2 separate regions of the Sus scrofa genome follow, and region 2 is linked to region 1. Evidence: chromatin contacts called from public Hi-C data. All regions are on one chromosome and are shown on one strand. Each heading gives the region's core, a stretch centred on a gene start, on an enhancer-like site or on the middle of the called end of the contact. The rest is flanking DNA. Distances are from core to core; before and after follow the strand shown. Region 1 overlaps INTS3 (integrator complex subunit 3). Region 2 holds the start of NPR1 (atrial natriuretic peptide receptor 1).

Region 1 (3,891 bases), core at 733-3,232:
CTTTTGTGTCTCCTGCCGCCCACCCCGTCTAGTTTATGGAATGTTTGATGATTGGCCGGGACCTCGTAAGGCTGCTTCAGAACGTTGCCAGGATACCAGAATTTGAACAGCTTTGGAAAGATATAATCCATAACCCTCAGGCCTTGAGTCCTCAGTTCACAGGTAAGGAAGGGTTGGGGTACGCTGTCCTTGAGAGGTGGGAGGTCATGTACGTGTTGTTGGAATCACTAGGGCAGAGGCTGGTGGATAGGAGAGGCATTGGTGCTCAGATTTAGGATGCCTGGGACTGGGCAGGCCCTGCCAAATGCAGCTGGATGTGGGCCCACAGAGGTACCCAGAAGAGTTCATGTGTGCAAGGTTCCCAGACAGCCCCTACTTGGCAGACTCCCACTGTCATTTAAGAAAAAGTGAGACAGACCCGTAACCCGCCTCCTCCTCTCCTGGCAGCTCTTTGGCTCAAGAGGTGAGTTGATGACCATTTTCCAGCTTCACTGAGTCTGTCGGGGAGTCAGAGGTCAGCTCGTGAGACTGAGTCAGCAGAGGGGCTGAAATTAGTCCTGGAAGCAGAGGCTCCTCCCCAGGAGCAGTCATGCCACTGAATTCTCAGGAGCCAGCTTGGCCAAAATCCTTTTCAGGGGGAGGAACAGACTCTGGGTGCCTCCCCCAGCCAGGCCCTTCTCACATCCCTTTCCCCTTCCCAGGGTCCTGCTTACGGTCTGAACTGTTACCGTACAGCTTTGCTCCCCACTCCCCCTCCAGCGTGTGTGCGCATGTAATGCGAGGGCAGGAGCCTAGGACCTGGGGAGTTAGCAATGAAGAGAAGAAAGCCCCTGGTTCCACCTTATATTCACTGCTCTTACATTGCACATGTATTGAGTTGTGTTGAGTGCCTGCTGTGGGCTAGGCAAGTGTATGTTAACGCATTTGATCCTTGGACACTCCTGTAAGATGGATATTTTACTTCCCATATTTACAGATGAAGAAAATGAGGTTCAAGGAGATTAAATAATATGCCCGAGGCCACACAGCTAGTGTCAGAGGCAGGATTTGGATCCAGGTCTGTCTGACTCCAGAGCTCGTGCTTATGCCACCACACCTCACTGAGCCTGGGACCCAGTGACGGGACCTTCAGGAGCAAGAAGAGAGGCTAGGGTTTCCCATATTTCCCCCCAACTTTCTCACATGTTGCCAACTGGAATAATGGGAGTGGGGGTCTCTGGCTGGCCAGTGGAAGAAAGGAATGAATGTGCCTGGGTCCCGGGGATGGTGGTTGGCTGGAGCAGATCGTACAGGTGCTGGCTAGACCCCCAGCCTGTGCCTGTGCCTGTGCCTGACCTCTCTAGGTCAGCTCTTAGAAGTTCCCCAGGAGCAAGACCACTTGCCATTAGTTCCTGCCTTCTGTTCCCTCTGGTGCTCAGTCTTCTGTCTTTTCTCTTCCTTCCCGCACTTGATTCAGGTATCCTGCAGCTTCTTCAGTCAAGAACGTCCCGGAAATTCCTAGCATGTCGTCTGACCCCGGACATGGAGACTAAGCTCCTCTTCATGACATCCCGGGTAAGTTCCTCCTGCCGCAGGAAGAGAAGCTGCAGGTGCTGGCTGGGCTTCTTCATTCACCTGTGGCTGGTTACTGACTGGCCGAGCAGTGCTGCGAGGTGCTCAGTAAGACAGATACAGTGCCGTGTCTTGTGAGGCTATCTAACGCGGCCATTAAACCAATACTTGTACACAAATAATGTCATGTACAAGTGTGAAATGTGCTGTCAGCGGGTAGGGAGAGTGGTCATTTTGGGTGACCCATGACCCCTCAGGAAGAGAGCTGCAGCCTTTTGGTTTCCAAACATGGCTACATTATGGCAGCATTGCTTGAGGAGCATGTTAAAAATACATCTTCCGGAATCTCACTCACCCAGAGAATCTGTCTGAGGAACCTGTATTTTTAACAGACTTTCCAGGCAGCAGCTCCTCTGCAGCCAGTCTGGGGTTGGGAAAACACTGCTCTAGCCAACTTTCGGTTTCCTAAGTCATCCAGAACTGTCTAGATCTGGGCCGTCCCATGTGGTAGCCGCTAGCCACATGTTGCAATTTAAATGTTAAAATAAAATTGAGAATGTAGTACCTCTGGAGTTCCTGCTGTGGCCCAGTGGGTTAGTGGTCTGGCTGCCTAACCCGTTCAATCCGTGGCCTGGAGCATTGGGTTAAGGATCTGGCATTGCCACAGCTGCGGCTTGGATTCGATTCCTGGCCCAGGAACTTCTGTATGTTGTAGGTGTGGCAAAAAAAAAAAAAAAGAAAAAAAAAATAGTCCTCAGTTGGAATAGCTAGCTAATATTTTTTAAGTGCTCAGTACTCATCATTGTTGCAGAAAGTTCTGTTGGACAGTGTTTCTTTAGTGTTTTTTTTTTTTTTTTTAACCCTTCTGCTCTCTCTGTTAGTTGAATTGGGGTATTACAAGAGGAAAACTAGGAGTTCCATCGTGGCTCAGTGGTTAATGAATCCGACTAGGAACCATGAGGTTGTAGGTTCAATCCCTGGCCTTGCTCGGTGGATTAAGGATCCAGCTTTACCATGAGCTGTGGTATAGGTTGTAGATGCAGCTCAGTCTGGTGTTGCTGTGACTGTGGTGTAGGCTGGCGGCTACAGCTCCAATTAGACCCCTAGCCTGGGAACCTCCATATGCCATGGGAGAGGCCCAAGAAATGGCAAAAAAAAAAAAAAAAAAAAAAAAAACGCAAGAGGAAAACTAGATCTTTCCTCTTAGGGGGAGCACTTGCTGCAAGAAGGTTTGGAGAGTCTGTGTCCTTTGGATAATGATCCTGTTAGGTCATTCAGCCTCAGGAAGCTTTTGGTCAGTGCTGAGTAGTGAATAGCATTTTATTTATTTTTTTAATCTTTTGTCTTTTGTCTTTTTAGGTCCGTACCCATGGCATATGGACGTTTCCAGGCTAGGGGTCTGATCAGAGCTGTAGCCTCTGGCCTAGGCCTCAGCCACAGCAATGCTGGATCCGAGCCACGTCTGCAACCTATACCACAGCTTACGGCAACACTGGATCCTTAACCCGCTGAGCAAGGCCAGGGATCGAACTTGCATCCTCACAGATACTAGTCGGGTTCATTAACCACTGAGCCACGCCGGGAACTCCGTGAGCAGCATTATTTTAAATCCAGAAGCCTCTAAATCAGGATGTCTTCCCAAAGGCGAGGGACTTGAGAGACAGTGTGAATTAGCGAGTAAGTTGTAAGAAGAAATTGAGGTCTGAGCTGAGCCTGGAGTAGAATGGTGCCTGTTTTCTTCTGCCCAGAGACCCTACCCTCCCTTCCCAGATTTTCTTTCTAACGTCCCCTTCCCCCAGGTGCGGTTTGGTCAACAAAAGCGATACCAGGATTGGTTCCAGCGCCAGTACCTGTCAACCCCAGACAGTCAGTCTCTGCGCTGTGACCTCATCCGCTACATCTGTGGGGTGGTCCACCCTTCGAATGAAGTGCTGAGTTCAGACATCCTGCCCCGATGGGCCATCATTGGCTGGCTCCTGACCACGTGCACGGTGAGGGGCCAGGCCCTGGGAACGCAGCTGCGGGGTGGTGCAGGGCCCCTCTTTGCCTGTGTTCGTGTCTCCGTGCTTCTCCCTGGCTCCCTGGGCCACCTGACCCCGAGGGCCCTTTTATTCTCTTCCTCCTGAATGTCTCCACCTTCGTGTCTGCTGAAGTTCCCGGGCTCATCTCCACCTTCACTGCCAGTCCCCAAGCCTGGCTTTCTGAGGCGTCCCCGTCTTTCCCATCAGCTGCCAGAAACCACAAATGATCATTGCTCTGACTTGTTTCTCTCACGGATTCAGGGCTGGTGTCCCTTAGACCCTCACTTCCATGCCTTTTGGCATCAGCTCTGGATACTTC
Region 2 (3,891 bases), core at 908-3,407, 54 kb before region 1:
TTTTGCTAATAGGATAGATCTCATGTTAGGTGCTCTTAACACACACATGCACACACACACACAAAAGGACACAAAGAAACTTTTGGAGATGATGGAAATGTTTATTATCTTGATATTGTGGTGATGGTTTCCCAGGTGTATGCATATGTCCAAATTCATCAAACTGTATACATTAAATGCATACCGTTTATGGTATGTCAATTCTATCTCAGAAGTTCCCGCTGTGGCTCAGTGGTTAACAAATCCGACTAGGAACCATGAGGTTGTGGGTCCGATCCCTGCCCTTGCTCAGTGGGTTAAGGATCCAGCGTTGCCATGAGCTGTGGTGTAGGTCACAGACGCGGCTCGGATCTGATGTTGCTGTGGCTCTGGCGTAGGCCGGCGGCTACAGCTCTGATTGGACCCCTAGCCTGGGAACCTCCATGTGCCATGGGAGCAGCTCAAGAAAAGGCAAAAAAAAAAAAAAAAAAAAAAAAAAAGACAAAAAAAAATTCTATCTCAATAAAACTTTTTAAAAAATCTTCTGGAGCTTCCTGGTGGCTCAGAGGTTAAGGATCTGGTGTTGTCACTGCTATGCCTTGAGTCACTGCTGGGGTGTGAATTCAGTCCCTGGCCTGGAAACTTCTATATGCCCCAGCACGGACAAAAATAAAAAAAATAAAACCCCCAAATCTCCCAATCTCCTATCTACCTCTATAATCTCTGGAGCCCTCCTTGTAAGACAAAGACATTATGCCTGTCGCACAAAAACTTGCAGGATCAACCCTCTGCTGCCCCTTCTTGTCTCTCCTCCTCAGTTACAACCTCTCCTCTCCTTATAACCACATACCTACAACACCTTACATCCTAGATCAGGGTTGAAAACATACTGACCAGGGAGAGTAGGAACTATGATGAACTAGACTCATCTCAAAGAAGTAATGGATACTTGGTTCAGACGATTGTTCACGGAAAGATGCAGGACCTATATTACCAGCTCTCCAACATCTTAACACAAGTCAGAAATCCAATATTCATGTGCATCTGCTAATTTTTAAATGCGGGCAATTTTTTTTTTTTTTTTTTTAGAGCCACACCTGCAGCATATCAAGGTTTCCAGTCTAGGGTTTGAATCCTACCTACAGCTGCTGGCCTACAGCACAGAAACGGTGGTGCCCCAGCCCACTGGGAGAGGCCAGGGATTGAACCTGCAACCTCATGGTTCCCAGTCAGATTCGTTTCCCCTGCACCAGGACAGAAACTCTAAGTGTGGGCAATTAAATTAGATATATACAGAGAGCACAGGAGAATACAGGCCAAACAAAACACGCCTGCCATCTTAAGTTGGTCCATGGGCTACCATTTGCTCTAGACCATAAGAACATTCAAAATTCTCCTAAATACATAGGAAACATATTTCCGTATTCTGCTTTCTCTGCACAGAATATCTTTCTCATTCTCCTACCCTTGTTGAATTATTTCTCTTTGGGGATTTTCCTGGCTCCATTGCAAGCAAAATAGCCCTCATCTGGAGTTCCTGTTGTGGCTCAGTGGAAACAAATCTGACTAGTATCCACAAGGACCAGGGTTTGATCCCTATCCTCGCTCAGTGGGTTAAGGATCCAGCGTTGCTGTGGCTGTGGCATAGGCCAACGGCTACAGCTCAGATTCGACCCCTAGCCTGGGAACTTCCAATGCCACAGGTCTGGCCCTAAAAACACAATAATAATACTAATAATAACAACAACAGCAACAACAACACTTATCTGGACCTCCAGCAATTTACCCCTCTCTTTGTTGTAGTACTTACCTGACTTATCTTAGGGCTATTTGTCCCAAATTGATAGACCTCCGCAAAGGAATGGGGTGTGTGTGTGTAATATATGTACATATACACGCATATATATATTGCTCTTTATGTCCTCAACATCTAGCGGGTGTTTTTCTTTTCTTTGTTGTTTGTTTTGCCCGCACTTGCGGCTGTGGAAGTTCCTGGGCCAGTAATCGAACTCAGCCACAGAAGCGACCTGAGCCTCTGCAGTGACAACGCCGTATCTTTAACCCGCTGAGCCTCTAGCTGGTACTTAATACGTATTAGGTCCTCAAGTTTGCTGATCTTTGGTCCAGCTTCGGCACCGGGTTGCCGCTGTTGGCCCCACAATACCGTCAATGACTCCTTCTGACCATTAGAGGGCAGACTAATTCCACAGCTGTCCCGTCAGCGGCCCAGCCGTCAAGGGCCCCCCAACACTATCCTATTGACGCCTCCGCTTGTCTTTTGCAACAGTCTCTCGCCACCCCCACAAATTTGATTTTAATAATCCCCCTCAATACAAACCAAACACATACAAGCCGGGAGGGGCCCTGAGGCCACACCTCTTCCCCCGCCAGCCACCCACAAGCTCTCCCTCCCACTTCGTACAGCCTTTTGGGAATGAGAGCGTTAACTCTGCCCTTGCACCTGGTCCTTTTTCTCCACTAATCCGCTCAATTTGGAAGCTGAGGGTGGGTGAGATCCTAGATGGACTGGTCAAGGGGACTTTGGATTCACCTATTTTAATGCCTTTTCTAGAAACCCTCACCCTCCGGCCCCACCCCTAGACGTTCACATCCAAACACTCACTTTTTCGGGCCAAGATCCCAAACCGGCTCCTCCTCCTCTCTTTCCCAGACGGAACGAGGTAGGAGCGGAGGGACTAGGTGGGACGCAAGAGACCCCCTGTCGTTCCCACGCAAATCTCTACTCAGTTCTCCCTGAGAGGGAGCCCCTTCTGTGGATGCCGCTTCTCGAAGTAGGAAGACATTTGGCCGCGGAGAAGCGGGAAGACGGCCTAAGGAAAAGCGCTCAGGCCAAGGGGCTCGGAGAGGCGGCGACTTCTGGGAGGGGAGGAAGGAGTTAAAGATCCAGGATTGGCTCTACGGTCGCGGAGTCTGGGAGGGGAAGCGGCGGGGAGGGAGGGTTCGGAGCTTGGCCTGGGTCCTCCCCTGTCCCCCCGGACTGCGGGAGACTTGGGCCGGCCGGACGCCCCTTCTGGCACAGTCTCTGTGCTAGGCGCTCACGCACACACACACTCCCTTTTCCCTCCCTCGCGCCCTCTACCATCCTTCTCCACCGAGCGCTTGCTCACGCTTTTTCTCTCTCCTAACACACGCGCACACACACATAACACGTTCTCACTCGCACTCGGGTTCTTTCTGCCCCGGAGCTCTCCTCGCACCCACCTGCTCCGCCGCGCCCTCGGCGCACCCCTGGGTCGCGCGCCCCTGGTGCTCCTGGCGCGGACTGTCGCAGCTGGAGGGGGCAACGTGCTCCGCGGGGAGCGTCCCCGCCCCGCTCCTCCTACCTCCCACAGGGGCGCGCCTGGTGCCCAGGACCGGCCACTGAGGCGGAGGGGACGCTGGAGGCCATGGTGGGAGCGCTCGTCCACCGCGGTGCCCGCTGAGGCCATGCCGCGCCCCGGGCGCCCCTTTGGCGCCCGCCTGCGCCTGCTGCTGCTCCTGCCGTTGCTGCTGCTCCCGGGCAGCTACGCGGGCAACCTGACAGTGGCCGTGGTGCTGCCGCTGGCCAACACCTCTTATCCGTGGTCGTGGGCGCGCGTGGGACCGGCGGTGGAGCTGGCCCTGGCCAAGGTGAAGGCGCGGCCGGACCTGCTGCCGGGTTGGACGGTCCGCACTGTGCTAGGCAGTAGCGAGAGCGCACTGGGCGTCTGCTCCGACACCGCCGCGCCCCTGACCGCGGTGGACCTCAAGTGGGAGCACAACCCCGCTGTGTTCCTGGGCCCCGGCTGCGTGTACGCCGCCGCCCCCGTGGGCCGCTTCACCGCGCACTGGCGGGTGCCGCTGCTGACCGCCGGCGCCCCGGCGCTGGGCTTCGGGGCCAAGGACGAGTACGCGCTGACCACCCGTGCCGGG

What was found. Hi-C and Micro-C count contacts between places; a contact is called where the count stands out from the background.
Region 2: a Hi-C map of omental adipose tissue shows a contact between it and region 1, with 3 times the contacts expected there. The contact joins the promoter of NPR1 here to the enhancer-like site in region 1. A contact is called at or near these places in 2 of 5 promoter capture datasets (fetal liver and liver), 27 of 47 Hi-C or Micro-C datasets (adipose tissue, alveolar macrophages, blood and 16 more) and 2 of 2 datasets of contacts at active chromatin or transcription factors (alveolar macrophages and skeletal muscle).

Annotation. Positions count from the first base shown.
Region 1 is chr4:95,918,257-95,922,147 of Sscrofa11.1, reverse strand. INTS3 (integrator complex subunit 3) reads left to right here. Exons shown (of 30, transcript NM_001243322.1): 8 at 33-162; 9 at 1,457-1,554; 10 at 3,351-3,542. Among named protein-coding and RNA genes, the nearest start is that of SLC27A3, 17 kb to the right of the region's middle. Within about 2 kb of position 1,982, at least 15 of the 83 cell types and tissues checked have an H3K27ac peak or open chromatin away from gene starts, as enhancers often do. A contact at or near this core is called in adipose tissue, omental adipose tissue, retroperitoneal adipose tissue and 2 more, where this site is marked.
Region 2 is chr4:95,972,519-95,976,409 of Sscrofa11.1, reverse strand. It overlaps NPR1 (atrial natriuretic peptide receptor 1), which reads left to right and starts at 2,157. Exons shown (of 22, transcript XM_021089806.1): 1 at 2,157-3,891. The coding sequence starts at 3,427.